Regions from separate parts of the Zea mays genome. Here region 1 is linked to region 2. The links are chromatin contacts, called in public Hi-C maps. All regions are on one chromosome and are shown on one strand. Each heading gives the region's core, a stretch centred on a gene start, on an enhancer-like site or on the middle of the called end of the contact. The rest is flanking DNA. Distances are from core to core; before and after follow the strand shown. Region 1 has its middle 20 kb from the start of LOC103641656. Region 2 overlaps LOC100285517.

Region 1 (3,974 bases), core at 1,032-3,531, 430 kb before region 2:
GTAACAGTTAGTTTTCTTTTTGAGGGACTGTAAACACTCCTTGGTCAGCCTTGGCTGCCATCTCATGACTTATAACACTTGTATACGTACGCATACTCACTGCGGTGTCCTATTATTTATCAATTTGGATAATGTTCGAGCCAAACTTATAAAGTTCCGACCACAAATAACTGTTTTGTTATTTAGTGTCACACCCGGCTTTAAGGAACAAAGCCAGGTGCATCTCATACATGCGCCAAGAAGACAACATATATAATAACTGAGTGTATAGAGATAAATGTCACAATAATCAGAGTATTTATTACATAGCGGAAGACTTACAAAAATAAAAGATAAATATAACACGAACTAAGGATCGTCGGCACCAATGTCAACTGAGAAACACCACCTAGATTGAATTGAACTCCTCGATACGTGGCTCCTCCTGAACCACCTGTTCTTCTCCTGTGGGGGGTGTGAGACAGTAAGGGTGAGCTCACACATGTTCATCGCTCAACAAGTTGTGGGGAATAATGTGGCATGAACTTACCAAAGGTGAGAGTTCATATGATGTGTAAGGCTAATCAATGACAGGGGTTAAAGCTGAGCATTGCTTTTAATAAGTTGGTCAAAATTTTATTAGCAATTACTAAGTGTAAGTAAATACCAAACCTTAAATAAAGTAATAGAACAAAATTAATAAATAATCCTATGCGTATGCAAATGACAAATTGAGTTATGTTCCATAATTTAATCATCGGAGAGTCCTGAGCTGCTCATGACCGCGAGCTCGGCTAGTATATCAGTTTTACACTCTGCAGAGGTTGTACCCTTTACCCACAAGTCGTGTTTCCCATGTCGCCAGGGTTAGCTAGGCCCTTAGACACTACCAAGGTGAATGACTAGGGATCCACTACGAGGCCTTTACAAAGTTCCACTAGCTTCCGAAAACCCGCTACAGTTATGGGAAAAGCACTTGCAAGAATCCCCCGTCTGACCGCCATCGCAGCAAATCAACCCGAGAACCTCCTTGCATGCAACTCCCCTACTGCCCTTGCCCCTTTCGGGTAAGGTAGTCTTCCACTAGCTTTCCTAATTAGTTAGCCAAGGGGTCCCATTCCTCCCTTGTGGTGGCACGTGTTTCTCAAGTTAAGCTCCATGTTCCAATTAACAATAATATAATGATCTTGACATGAACATAAATAGAATAACAAAATAACTAGAACATGGATATAAGAAATGATTATCCCAAAACCATATAAAGCAATAGCAAACACTACCCATGTGATTCAGGGGTAAACAAGGTAATGAGATAAACAATCTAGGGTGACCTATCGGGTCCCATCAAAATTAAACCTATGCATGGTAAATGATTATAAAGAACATTATTGGGTAACAAAAGTGAATCAAGGGCACAACTTGCCTGGCACTTAAGATTTCCAGTTATCAGGGTGATTCTTCAGATCCTCGTGACCTCACTGCTAGTCGTAGCAATACAAACAAACATGGTATAGACAAAATTAACATCACACTAAACATAAGAACAAACTTCATAATAATGATCTACGCGTTGCTACGAGATCATGAGTTCAAGAATCACTAAATTCGGAGTTACGGTTATAAAGTTATGACTTTTCGAACTTTTAGATAACCAAACAGTTTAAAAGTATATTCTATGTTAATTAACATAAATCATATGAGAAGAATATTCTAAATAAATACACGATACAATTATAATCTAAGTTATAACTGGAGTAGAAGTCATAACTTAATCAAATTGTAATTACAGCCGGATTGATTTTGACTAGAACGATTAATCAGCTAACCTAAGTTAAATAAATATCCAATTATAAAAGTATGTTAAATGATAAAAATACTATTTTTTAAAATATGTAGACAATTTTAGTACGAATCTAACAAAACTTGAACGAATCAAAATAGAGTTAAAATGGATGAGATATGCATTAAACAAGTTTCTAGGTATTTTAATAAAAATGACTTTATGGATTTATTTTCTGTGTGGGATGACATGTTACGTTGTTTAGGAGTATGGTGTTGAATCTATAAATTTCAGGACCCATTTGCTTTGATTTCATAACTGATATGGACTATGGGTTAAATCCCTAGAAAACACGGGGTCTATTTTGAACTTGTCACGACAACCTAATATGTGAGACCAGAGCCACACAATTCTAGATCAAGGGCCCAGATCACCCGCGAATGGATCGAATCTCACCCACACGCCATAGATCTAACGGGCCCGAACGTCACCGCGAACGGGTCACACGGTCTTCAATCCCAGCCGTCCATCTGATCGAAGATCTGCGGTCAGGATTCAATGCCGCGAATGGATATCCTCCCCTCCAATCGCATCCGTCCGCTAAGATCAGACGGCCGAACGACCTTGCCCCCATTCTCTAGCCAACCCGACGGCCTCACTGCCAGACCCCACGGCGGAGGCCATTACCGGCCATAGCGTTCCCGCGACCCGAGATCCCCACTTGCCGACCGACTAGCGCAAATCGAATCGGGGGACTTAGCGAATCTAAAGAAGTAATTCTCACCGAGATCGGAGCAGTGGGATTCCCTGCCCATGGTGAGACGCGGCCTTGAAGATCCGACGAGCAGTTCGTCGCGCGCCCCTGCACCGTTTTGTCCGCGGAGAACCGGAGAAGAAACTTGGTGTCGTGGTGAAGCTCACCGGGTCGAGCTCGTGCTCCGAACAGCAACAGAGATTTGGACCCATGGCGGCGGCGCGGACTCCGCAGCTGCTGGTGGCTCCACGCACGGGGAATCCACCGCCTAGGCGATGCGACACACGGAGATCCTAGGCCACCAGCGAACCCTCCATGTGACTCGACGACCAAACTCTCTCTCCCCTCGGTTCTCTCCCTCGGCGTATGCAAAACGGCGGCTCTAACAAAGGAATGTGGCGCCGTTCCAGCTGCGGTGAGCCAGCGAGCGAAGCAGGCAGGGCGTAGAGAGTCGCTCCATGGACAGCGAGACGCGACCGCGACAAGGCGTGCGGTCCCGCCATTCTACTCTATGCCCAGCATCCTCGTCCGCACGATGCACTGGTTCGTGATTGGCAAGCAGCAGCGGGGCAAGGCGTGGCAGTGAGTGCGCGAAGGAGTCGGTGAAGGGGAGCGCCGCTTCGAAAACTGACGAAAGAGAAGGTGCGGGATACTGACGCCGTGGTTGCGGGGAGAAATTTGCTATTATGGATGTCCTTATATGCGGCTTCGACGATTTGGAGGCATAGACGAAGGATTAGCTGATATGGAAAAGCAGGGAATAGACCACTCGCCAAAACGAACAAGAACACTTCATTACTTGGTAACTTCTCTGATTAAAGCAGTGAATCTCACGGCGTCTACGTCTCGTTTCCCTTCTCTCTGTCTCCTCTTTACCAGCAACCAGCAGCCGCCGTTCTTTTCTATCCCAGCGCAACCCTAGCCTTTTGATAAGATGTTGGATAAGATGTTGCGGCAGAAATCATCACGGCCGATGGTTGGGGAAGAATCTGAGGAGGTCCCACCCGTCGGTAGTACCCAACTTCAGAGCACGACACGATGGAGAAGCTGGTATTAGGGCCCCACATGTCGGTCGGCCAAGCACGCACACCAGGTGGCGAACGAGACTGATCAGTAGGTCCCGCGTGTCAACGAGTAGGAGCGCAAATGGGCTATTCTGGTTTCCCAACTGGGCCAAGCGGGAGCAAGGGAAGAAGTGAGCTGCACGTGGGGACTTCGACCCAAAATGAGGTTTTCTTTTCTCTTTTTTTATTTTCTTTATTTCCTTTCTTGATTCAAATTTAAATTAAATTAAAATTTAATTCAAACTTTTATGCCCCATCATTACAATTTATATTTGTGAAATTAGAGGTACTAATCCTGGAGATATTTATTTACATATATTATTTATTTATTCATATCCTTTATCTTTTTCGTTTCTCCCCTTTCTAGAATTCCCTTTAAATCTTAAATTCCCATTTA
Region 2 (3,965 bases), core at 1,346-3,845:
CCTCTATGGCTCATTCCACTAGGTTTACGCTAATATAAAACAAAATGATTCTCCATTTTTAGGGAAAAGAGAAAGGAAAGCGAAGAACTGAGAGAGTAACACCTGAATTTAGTGGATATTAGAAAAGAAATTTTATACCCTCAAATTCAGGGTGTTACAGTATGTGAGACATGTAGTTACAACGACTCTAGTGTTGGGTGCAAAAGATCTCATCTCAACTTGGACGATTATTATAGTTACACGCCACAGAAAAGTGTAGGCACACCACACTCTATTGGCTATGATAGGACAAGAGCACAATATAAGGGGAAGAGACCCGCAATAAGTAACATCGAGTCTCTGGTTACGAAGAAAAGAATGCTAAAGAAGTTGTAGAAGACTAGACATGATTGCTCAACTAAATTGTTTGAGCAATTCTAATAAATTGTTGAACCATTCCACCATCGATATAAACAAAGGCATGAAAAAGACAAACAAGTTAACCTTAAAACAATATTATAAACAACTGAAATTAGATGAGGAAGAAGCGGAAGAGGAAGTGTATCATTTATTTTTATAGATTACGTAAGTTATATTTTTAAGTTTTTACATTTTAATCATTTTATAAATTATGTACCCGATACTCGGTTTAATTTATATTTCAATAAAACATTGTGTTTTTATTTTAAAAGTATATGAAAAAGGTTGTTGTATTTAGGTTCCTCAGTTGTTCTCTTGAATGGTGTCTTCGGAAAGAGTTTTAAATGCAAGAGAGGGGTTCGGAAGGGTGATCCTCTCTCACACATTTTATTTGTCATAACTGCTGACCTTCTTCGGTGCATCGTCAATAGAGCAGCTTCTGTTGGCGTGTTCTCGGCCCCTATTTCAACCAACAGTTTATCGAATTTCCCAATCATTTAATATGCAGATGACACCTTAATTATCATGAAGGCTTCCCAAAGGGATTTTTTGCCTAAAAGGAATTCTTCATTCCTTTTCAGCTTCCACTGGGCTTAAGATAAACTTTGATAAATCTTGTCTCCTGCCCATCAAATTGGATCATCAAAAAGCAGTTCACTTGGCAGCAATTTTTGGTTGTCAGATTGGAACTTTTCCTTTCACCTATCTAGGTCTCCCGCTAGGAATCACTAAGCCAAGGGTTAAAGATTACCTCCCTCTCATCAACAAAATCAAAAGAAGACTGAATTCAACCAGTCTTTGGCTCTCCTTGGTAGGAAGACTAACTCTGATAAATTCCACCTTCTCGGCTATGCCAATCTTTGCTATGTGCACTCTCAAGTTGTCGGTTGCTGCTATTAAGACCATTGATCGAATTAGAAGATATCTTTGGAAAGGGAACAATGATGATGTTCATGGCAATCCTCTCATCTCTTGGGACAAGGTCACTTGTCCAAAAAACAAAGGAGGCATGGGTGTTCTCAATCTGAGAATTCAGAACTTGGCCCTTCTAATAAAGTTTGTTCACAAGTTTTATAACAGATTGGACACCCCTAGGTTAATTTGGTGTGAGATTCCTACTATTCTTCGGGTTGGATCCTTCACTGCTCCCCTGAAAAAGGGTCCTTCTGGTGGAAAGACGTTACCAAATTATTCATATACCTCAGAGGCTATGACATGCCTCGTGTGGGAGATGGAAGCACTATTCTTTTATGACAGGATTCCCCCATGACGACTTTCCCTTGTCTCTACTCCTTCGCAAAAAATAAGGAATCCTCAATGTAGTCCTTCCTCAGCAATATGTCCATGGAAGATACTTTTCATACTCCTTTGTCCGTGCAGGCTGAACAGGAATACAATATCTTTTCAGAGACCATTGATCAAATGTTGGCATTCAGGGAAGAGATGGATAGATGGATTTACCTTTGGGGAAATAGCAACTTCAGTTCCTCGAAATTCTACAATCTCAGCTTTGCTTCCATTAACCCTCCCCACCGTTTATGTGAATTTGGGAGTGCAAAGTCTGCAAAAAGATCAAAAATTTTATCTAGCTTGTCTTCAGAGACATAATTAATTCAAAGAATCTGCTCAAGAGAAAAGGCCTTCCGAATACAGCTAGCAATCTATACCGTGTCCATTGTGACTCCAACTGCGAAGAGACGACCTTCCATCTTATGTTCGAGTGCCCCTTCAGCTCAAATTGGTGGCGTCACATGGGCATCTAGTCAGTGGCGGATCCAAAAATAGTCTAAAGGAGGGGCTACTAAGACAAGCTTAATTTTTTATTCTAAGTATTATGTTAAAACCATCTTCTTTTTGATGAAAAACTTATCCATTCTATCTCTATAATCATTAATTTTATTAACTAACCTAGTAAATAATTGATGAAACAATATTAATTAAAATTTTGAAAAAAACTAACGTATAGTTTTTGGCCTGCTGCAAATGTGCCGGTATCCTGTGCGCTACTCTTGTGCCTGGTGGTTCAGTGTCCAATAGTTCTTGTCTGCGTCTGCTAAGGAGTACACTATGTAGGCTGGATGCTAAACAACGGTTCTGGCTTGCTAGTTGCTAGTGCACTTCTTTTAGGCTGCTAGCTGCTGCATGCTAGGTTACTGGTGTGAGATGTTATTGTAGCACAGACAGGACGGCTAGCGCGCTGTTGCTGCATGCTAGTGTAGTGCGGAGATGGGGCTGTGACCGGGGCTGCAGTCCGGACAGCCACGGGCTGAATCCGCCACTAGTGGAATTTTGAGCTCACTTCTTCGGTATGTTTGATGACACGAATAATGTTTGATGACCTCACTTCTTCCATCATCCCTTCTCCTTGGAGGATTTGTTTCAATGAGCAGATGTTTAGTTTAGCCCTTCTTTTAAGCTTATTGTAGCCCTATGGCTAAACTCTAGAGGACTGATCCTCCCTTCCCCCTCCCTTTTTTATTTGCTTCGTTGTTCTATCCTTTTAAATTAGGAACAATTGGATCTATACCATTAAAAGATCTAAACTTTAGATATATACCATGGACCCCACATGTCATTAACTCATGTGGACCCACATGTAAGTGAGATAGTAATGGTATGGATCCAAAGTGGTGATCTTTTAATGGTATGGATCCAAATTTCCCTTTAAATTAATAAAATTTTACTGTATGGGCCTCCTCTACGGTATTTTAAAAAAAAATACATTGATGTAGGTGTAGGTTGACTATAAATACTATATAATGAAACACCGTGGTAGATAAAAACTAATTATCAACATCTATAGCTGCTGTGGTGATTGATATAGACCTGAAGGATGGAATCTAGCTTCTGTACCCAAATTAAGCTCAAGTAACTAGGTAGATGCATAGGATTGTCGTTGCCAGTTATAGGAGACAAATTAACACAGCAAAGTATACTTAACGTGCTGTTACTTGAATATATACCGGTCATTTGAATGTACTAGAACTAATAGTTAGTTACTAAAATTAGCTAAATATATCTAAATGGTCTAACTAATAATTCAGTTATTAGTTACTTTTAGCAAATTAGCTAATAGTTATCTAGCTATTTATTAACTAGCTAATTCTACTAATATTTTTAGCCAACTACCTATCAGCGCTAGTACATTTAAACACCACCCCTAGTACTCGAGTAGCTAAACGTCAGTGTCGTTCCAAAAAAAACGAAGCACGGTGCCAAGGTTTAACTGTACAATACGAAAATACATACAGACTAAAAAGTTCGCAACGATAGACTGCTTGTTTCTATAATAATACAGACCCACATTACTTCAGGAGGGTAGCTCTACTTTTTTTGATAGTGAGTTTCCTCCCACACCATTTTCAAGCACCAACAATAATAAAACCTGTTTCCAGGTATCAACAAACATAATGTCATACAACAGCATGCGACCAACCGAAAAGTGTAAACAAAACAACACTGTATTTACACATTTGCTCTAGCAAGGGATCTGAGAGGGAAGGAGATCGTTGGCCATCATCATTTTAACCTGTAACATGACCACCCATCATCTCATTCTCCAATGG

Evidence for each region. A called contact is a pair of places that touch in the nucleus more often than the background predicts.
Region 1: a contact with region 2 is called in a Hi-C map of ear, with 2.8 times the contacts expected there. The contact joins two enhancer-like sites. A contact is called at or near these places in 2 of 25 Hi-C or Micro-C datasets (ear and tassel).

The regions. Positions count from the first base shown.
Region 1 is chr10:120,068,173-120,072,146 of Zm-B73-REFERENCE-NAM-5.0, reverse strand. No RefSeq gene overlaps it. Among protein-coding and RNA genes, the nearest start is that of LOC103641656, 20 kb to the left of the region's middle. Within about 2 kb of position 2,281, at least 20 of the 20 cell types and tissues checked have an H3K27ac peak or open chromatin away from gene starts, as enhancers often do. A contact at or near this core is called in ear, where this site is marked.
Region 2 is chr10:119,643,446-119,647,410 of Zm-B73-REFERENCE-NAM-5.0, reverse strand. LOC100285517 reads right to left here. Exons shown (of 11, transcript NM_001279566.2): 11 at 3,625-3,965. Among protein-coding and RNA genes, the nearest start is that of LOC100285517, 8.4 kb to the right of the region's middle. Within about 2 kb of position 2,595, at least 3 of the 20 cell types and tissues checked have an H3K27ac peak or open chromatin away from gene starts, as enhancers often do. A contact at or near this core is called in ear, where this site is marked.